Linked DNA regions of Manis pentadactyla: region 1 is linked to region 2. Evidence: chromatin contacts called from public Hi-C data. All regions are on one chromosome and are shown on one strand. The core of a region is the stretch at or near the end of the contact, and the rest is flanking DNA. Distances in the headings are between cores, read along the strand shown.

What was found. Hi-C and Micro-C count contacts between places; a contact is called where the count stands out from the background.
Region 1: a contact with region 2 is called in a Hi-C map of skin fibroblasts, with 5 times the contacts expected there. The contact joins the promoter of L2HGDH here to the promoter of MAP4K5 in region 2. A contact is called at or near these places in 2 of 3 Hi-C or Micro-C datasets (fibroblasts and skin fibroblasts).

The regions. Positions count from the first base shown.
Region 1 is chr11:49,644,640-49,648,352 of mManPen7.hap1, forward strand. It overlaps L2HGDH (L-2-hydroxyglutarate dehydrogenase), which reads left to right and starts at 1,739. Exons shown (of 11, transcript XM_057488475.1): 1 at 1,739-1,894. The coding sequence starts at 1,755. DMAC2L (distal membrane arm assembly component 2 like) reads right to left here and starts at 1,899. Exons shown (of 5, transcript XM_057488479.1): 1 at 1,776-1,899.
Region 2 is chr11:49,419,138-49,422,656 of mManPen7.hap1, forward strand. It overlaps MAP4K5 (mitogen-activated protein kinase kinase kinase kinase 5), which reads left to right and starts at 1,939. Exons shown (of 32, transcript XM_057488474.1): 1 at 1,939-2,082; 2 at 2,336-2,537. The coding sequence starts at 2,430. ATL1 (atlastin GTPase 1) reads right to left here and starts at 1,809. Exons shown (of 15, transcript XM_036917356.2): 1 at 1,696-1,809.

The DNA.
Region 1 (3,713 bases), core at 489-2,988, 230 kb after region 2:
TATATCCATACCATGATATACTGCTTACTCAGCAATAAGTCTGGAAAGCAACATATTGTATAATTCTGTTTATAGAATACTCTTAAAATGAAAAAGTGACAAGATTTTATAAAGGGAAAACAGATAAGGGAAATGGGTGCCCTCAGGAGGGAGGGATCCTTGTGGTGATGGAACTGTGCTGTAGCTTGACTGTGGTATGCAAGAATTTATAATAAATTACATTGTACAGAACTAAATACATAGGCTATACTATACTAAAAACTATATAGAACTAAACAGACGTAAAACTGGGAAAATCTGAAATAGATCAATGGATTGTGTCCATGTCAATATCCTGGTTCTGATTGTTCTACAGCTTTGCAAGATGTTATCATTGGGGGAGATTGGGTAAAGGGTACACAGGTTCTCTATTGTTTCATACAACTACATGGGAATCTGAAATTATCTCAAAATAAGACATTGAATTAAAAAAACCCATCTCTTACTTTTTTTTTTCATTTGTGATGGAATAAGCAGGTAACATTCTACACAGTTTTCAAAAAAAAGCAAATTATGTACAGTTTTCCAGGGGGGTAAAACCATTTAAACATAATAAAAGCAGTCATTTATTAAGTACTTCACTGTGCTCAACGCTTTATGTATGTAATCAACATAAGAGCCCTACGAAGAAAGCTCTGCTATTATTCCTAGTTCACAGAGGGTCTGAGGCGAAGAGGTGAAATCACTTGCCCAAGCCACTTGATTAAAGACTGAAGCCAAATTAGTCCTTCCAGCAATAAAGTTATATCATTTTACTTTTATTGTTCAGCTGTCCTGACCCTAAAAATCAAAATCCATCATTGGGCACAGAGAATGTGAGTTAAACTGGCACGATGCAGGGGAATCACGTAATTTTACAGAATTAGGTCCTTCAGAGATTACACTGCCCAACTCCCGCATATTACAGATAAACAAATGGGTGAAGTGACCTGTACAGGTGAGTCGCTATTCCAGGCACGCACAGCATATGTAAAACTGTACCTCGGCCCAGTATTTAAGAGAGACTGCTAAATGACGGCAGCATGGTGTGGTTCATGTAGGCGGTCGGTGTTCCCAGGCCCAATAAGTGACTATGAAAGACACCTCGGGAGCTCACAGAGGCGGCGCAGAGACCGCAGGCTATCAGGCGTTGCGGCGCGCAAGGGTCTTGGCCCGGATAGACAGTGTAGGGGCGGAAGCAAGCTCCCTTGGATCCTGGGATCGCTCCGGCCCCTTCTCTGGGCACGTCCGCCCAGGCCTCGAGGGGCCGGGGCGGGGCCGGGAGGAAGGGAGGCAGCTGGGTTCGCCCAAAGGAGAGTTTTCACCGTAACCGAGCCCACACTTTCTCCCGCCGCCCGCAATAGGATCGGCGGTGAAGACGAAGACGCGCGACTGCGCGAGCCGGGTTTTCAGTCAGACTAGCAATGCGAGTAGGGAAAGGGCAGAGCGTAACAACCACCCTAGTCCTGCCCCGCTCGGGGCCTAACTCCTACTCACAGCGTCCGAGGGCGGGAGCGAGCGAGCGAGTGGCAGTCCCTCGCGTCTACAGCGTCGCCGACCTCCCCATCATCCTCCTCCGCGCCCTTCCATTGGTCACTGGTCCGCTCCCACGTGGGGCAGAGGCGCGCGCTTCATTGGCTCCCGCGTGGGAGGCGGGCCCAGAGAGCGCAGGGAGCCTGGCTCTGTCCGGCCCTAGGAGCGACCCCTGGGGCTGAGGCAGGGGACGGACGCGGGCGATGGTACCGGTGCTGCGTTACCTGGGCAGTACCTGCGGACCCGCCAGGGGGGCTCTCCCGGGGGGCTTCTCCGCGGCAGGCTGGCGGGCACTGGGGAGGCCCTGGCCACTGTGCCAAGGTGGCCGCCGAGCCAGCACCAGGTGAGTAGCCGCTGACGTGCGCTCGCCGCCTGCAATGCTGCTTCTTTCAGAGGCGCCTCGCGCTGTCCTGCCCCTGCTGGTCTTCCCGTCTCGGGCGTGAGGGAAAGTTGGGATCATGTGGAGCCCGTCTCTAGTCTTGGATCCCAGGATCCAAGGGAGCTAGCTACCTGCAGGATTCCCTGGTTGTGTTCGTGGGCTGGAGGAAGAGGATAAGACACGCAGTATTGCGTAGAGGTCAGAAGCAGTTCTGGCTTTGATTACAAGCTCTCCACTTCCTTTTCAACTCTGGGCGGGTTACTTAAGCTCATTAAAGGCTCAGTTGTGAACTGGGTGCTAGTCTCTCCCGTAGGCGGTCGTTTTAAGGATTAAAGGAACTACCGCGCTGTAAGCAATCAAATATGCATTCCTGGTGTTGCTTGGAAGATCTGAAACGTTCTTAAAGTCAGTCAGCTGTCAGCAAACACTAGAGTTGTTCCTGTGAGAAGCAGCTCATGCGCTAATCAAAGCCTGAAGAATTCAGTGTCCTGTGATTTGAAGTTCGGAGGTCCCATTCGAAACCACTTTCTCTGCTTTCTGTGGAGAATGGTTTATGCGAAGTCTTTAAAGCTAGAAAACTCTTGGCTATTTCAGGAACTAGAAAGCGGTGAAGATGAGTGTGACTGGACTTTGGCGGAACAGAGATGGTGTGGAATGACACTGGAGAAGGGCTACATCACAGCAGGAATTTTATTTAAACTACACATTAAATTTTATTCTAAGAGGCTTTGGAGGCTTTTAAAGGGTTTTTAAGAAGGGGGAGTAATTAAATGTTGGTGTTTCAAAAGTTGACTCTGGCTGCTGTGTGTTACTGAATTGGAGGAGGATTAGAATGGGATAGGATTTGTGATTCCTGGTGGGAATGTGGAGACAACTCTTCGGAAGGTTTTCCTAAGGGAAGAAAATCAGGGTTGGTGAAGGTTTTGTTTATATTTTTATTTTGAAAATATTATAGGCCCATAAGAAGTTGAAAAAAAATCTGATGTACCCTTCACCCAATTTACCCCAACAGTAACACTTTACATAACTATAGTACAATATCAAAACTAGGAAATCGACATTGGCACAAATCACAGACCTTATTCATATTTCATCAGTTTTCCAGGCACTCATCAGTGTGTGTGTGTGTGTGTGTGTGTTTTGTATGCAATTTAATTGTGTGTTAATTTCTGTAACTACCACCACAATTAAGATACAGAAATGTTGCATCACCACAAAGATATCCCTTGTGTTACTTACTCCTTTATTTTCACAGCCAATCTCTCTCCACCCTTCCTAACTCTTGGCAACCCTATCTGTTCTCCAGCTCTATAATTGTGTCATCTTGAAAGTGTTAAATAAGTGGAATGACACGGTGTGTAACCTTTTGAGATATTTTTTTCACACAGTATAATGTCCTTGAGCTCTATCCCATGTATTACCTGTACTGATAGTGTATTTTTAATTGTTGAGTGGCATTCCAAGGTATGGGTGTATTATAGCTTAACTGTTCACCAGTTGAAGGATATCTGGGCTTTTCCCAGTTTTGAACTATTATGAATAGAGCTGCTATGAACATTATGAACAGATTTTGCATGAACATAAGTTTTCATTTCTCTTGTATAAATGCCTAAGAGTGCAGTTGCTAAGACATGTAGTAAGCATGTATTTAGTTTTCCTGTCTAAGTCATATTTTTTAATGTAGGGTCATAAAAGGACTATCCATTGAGAAATATTGAGTATCAGTATATAAAAGAAAAGTACAACAGAGTTCCCAAGGAAGTATAAAAAACATGGAAGTCAT
Region 2 (3,519 bases), core at 689-3,188:
CTGCCATTACTGGCAACATAAAATATTTGCACTCCAGAGTCTTGTTGAAGCCTATGACCTCAAATTTTTCATTGCTTAACTTATATCAAACATTGTGTTTCAAGAATAACATGCTTGAAGAAAGACATTTATACTTGTTTCAAACTGGGAATTCAGAATTTCCACCTTATGAAGGCTCATGTGATAAATTTTTCTAGTTTTAGTATCAGAAAAAAATGTGAGTCTCTCTTGATCAAGTGTTTCATTGTGATCTCAAAAACACTGTAAGACCCTCTGCTTTGGCTAATTTGTTGCACTGTTCTGGTTATTTCCCCTCTCTTTAACATCATACCTATTTCCTCACTAACTCATTTTTATCTTGTGTTACAGTATGTGTTTTCTGTGTACTGCCTCAAACTCTCTGTGGAGTAATGCAGGTAGAAATAAGTAAAAATAATAAACTTCAGACTAGAGAAAGGATCAATACTTATAGGGTCAAAGAGAAAAAAAAGAAGGGATCCATGACAGCAAGCAAGTACTAGGATACCAATAGAACATTTGAAAAGATTTTGAGTCATTGCAGCCAAAAGTATGTGCCCACCAAAACAAGTGCCAAGAAGCTCTGAATGAAGGAACTGTTCTTCAGTAATTTTTTCAATGCAGCAAACACATAGGCTTTGTCCATAGAGCATGTAAGTCAGCTTACTTATGTTCCCCAAGTAAGTGCTCTTTGTGCATGGAGCACAAGAAAATACATATATTCCTTTTCCTATTAAGGTGTGAATTTAATTTATACATTATATAACTGATTACAATGATCAGCAACAAGGAATATATTGCCTGAGTACAGAATTGCATTGGAAGTTCAGATTGAATTGGAAGCCACAAGCCAACATTGGCAACTTGCTCTTTTGTGATTTTTCAGTCACTAAATACATTGGTTGAGGGTTATCTGGCTTTTTCTGTTCAATCTTTAATGGGCTTTAGAAATAACTTTTCCAGTAGGTATAAATCGGGCAATTTTATTTCTACATTCAGGACAAGACTGGAATTGAAATTGCAGAACAGCTTGTGAAATATCAGCCAAATTACTTCCCTGAACTCTATTCCATGTGCTGTGCATTGTGAAGTATTTTAAAACCTCTTATGTTTGATAACCCTCTTTATAATCCTGTAAAATGCTTTATAAACACTTTCTTGGGTGTCAGATGCAAAAACTTATCCTCTTCAAGTTGCAGATAAGGATATTGAGATACTGCCAAATACAGATCACATCGTAAGTAGTAGGGCCAGAGCCAGAACCAGTTTGTGGTCCCTAACTTTATTTTAGCTTCAGCAGAACTCCTGATTCAATTAAAGGCGCAATATCTACGGTTAGACACCGCGTGCCCAAAAGGGATAAAGGTCACTGAGTCGTCCTCAGAAATCAGGTTTTCAGAAATGTCTCGGAAAAACTCCGTAGAAGACAGGTTGTGCAGGTGTGCAGGCAGCCTCAAACTGGTACCACTGGGAATAGTTTGCAAAACAGGAAGGTGCAGTAGGGTGTGCCGCAGCTTAGTTAACCAGGCACTCCCCGACGTCTTTCCCGGCGCCCCAGTGCCAGGCTACTTCTGGCCCAGTGCCCTCAATGCACCTTTTCCGTGTTAATCTGGGAGGGCTGCGTTCCCATCCCCCTCGTGCCCCCATCCCACTTCACCTGTCACCCTCCAAGTTTACCTGACGAATCTGGGGGCAGTTTAGCCGAGGCGCGTCGGCCCACGAGTGCCCAGGGGCGCTCCTAACCTCTGAGAGTGGGTAGCAGAGCCTGAAAGGACTCGAAGGGACTCGCCCTGCCGGGGTGCGGCAGCCCGGCCCGGAGGATGTCGTGACCTGACCAGGCCTCAGGGCGGCACTCTGGTCGCGCGGCCGGCGCTCTCGGGCGGGCCGCTGGGCGCTGACCCGCGCTGGCCGGGAACGTTTCTCCCGGTGACGCAGCCCCGGGTGGGGAACGTGGTGCGGCGGCGCGACCGTACGCTCCTCCGTGTGGTGCCGCTGGAGGCGCCGGCGCAAGCCCTGGATCGGCCGGCGAGTGCCGGCAAGCAGGACGCAGGCGCTGGCCAGGAAGTGGGTCCCGGGCGCAGTGCTCAACAAAGAGCGGGGCCGGCCCCTCGGGTACCGATGCGGCCCCGGGCCCCGGCGGGCGGGGAGACCGGGCCTGGCAGTTCGCGGGAAGCCAGGGAGGAGGAAGGGCCGCGGACAGAACGGGGCTGCGGGGCACCGGGGACCCTCCAGGCCCGCTTCTCCGGGGGCCCCGGCGGAGCGGAAGGGAAGGGGCTGGGCTGCTCGGGGTGGTAGCTTTTGCTTATCCTTCGTGCAGGAGGAGCTGCGAGCCGAGGCTCCATGTTGGGAAGCGGCGCGGATCGTCCTCGTTAGTGGGAACCGGGGCGCCGCGGGCAGAGCCCTGAGCGAAGATGGAGGCCCCGCCGCGGCCTGCCGCGGACATCCTGAGACGGAACCCGCAGCAGGACTACGAACTTGTCCAGAGGGTCGGCAGCGGCACCTACGGGGACGTCTATAAGGTGAGGCAGGCTGGGCGCCGGTCCCGAGCCGGGCTTTTTTCCTGCGGTCTCCTGGCACCCTGGCATAGAGCCACTTTCCGGCGAAGTATGAGGCGGGGAGGAGGATGCTTTTATTGTTGCATCTTGGAGATAAAGCGGCCGGGGTCCCGTTTATTCTGTTCAGAGCACTGTCTAGTCATTGCATGCTCTAATCTCTACCAACAATCAGAACTAACCAGACCTTTGCAAACCATTATATTTCTGTGTGTGTGTGTGTGGTATAAAGGCTTTTTAACGCGTATTTCTGGTACTAAATCTGCTTATGGAGTTGCACTTGAGGATGTGCTAGTCAGCGTGGAAAAATGTCTCATGGAAGACAGTAGACGGGAAGGAATATCTATCTACATCCCGATATTGCATTAAAAAAAACTTTTTAATAGATGAGCTTGATTTTAAAAGTATGAAACCCTATCCTCCAAATTTTAACTGTTAAGCAGTCTAATAATGGGTCAAAATCACGTGTGCCCAAACATCCTATGTAGAATGATGCTTTTTCTGGCAGAAGTTTTATCATTTGTATCTGGTTGATTATTGTTATTATTATTATTTCTACTTTAGTAGTTTCTCTGGGATTTATAACATCCCGTGACCAGCAGTGGATAAGAGTTGCTGTCATTTTAATTGTGCTCTTTTGCATTGTTTGGGATCATTGATAAGGGTGGGTTACTCCTAATTTGGGGTTTAAAAAAAAATCATAGAGAAGCACACCCAATTCCTTAAAATCCACTGAGTTCTTGAAGGATCATGAGGAAAGAGATTGTTTAAAATTGCTTTATGCTTTTTGTTTTCTGTTTCGCAAGGAGAGAGCATTAATGAAACTCATAAGCTATAGGAAGGGAAATTTTCTTTGATTTTGCAACAGCTTTGTTTATTGGATTTAATCATGCTATATGTCCCCATATTCCAAACAACACTCCTGCATATAGATGAAATGACCTGTGTC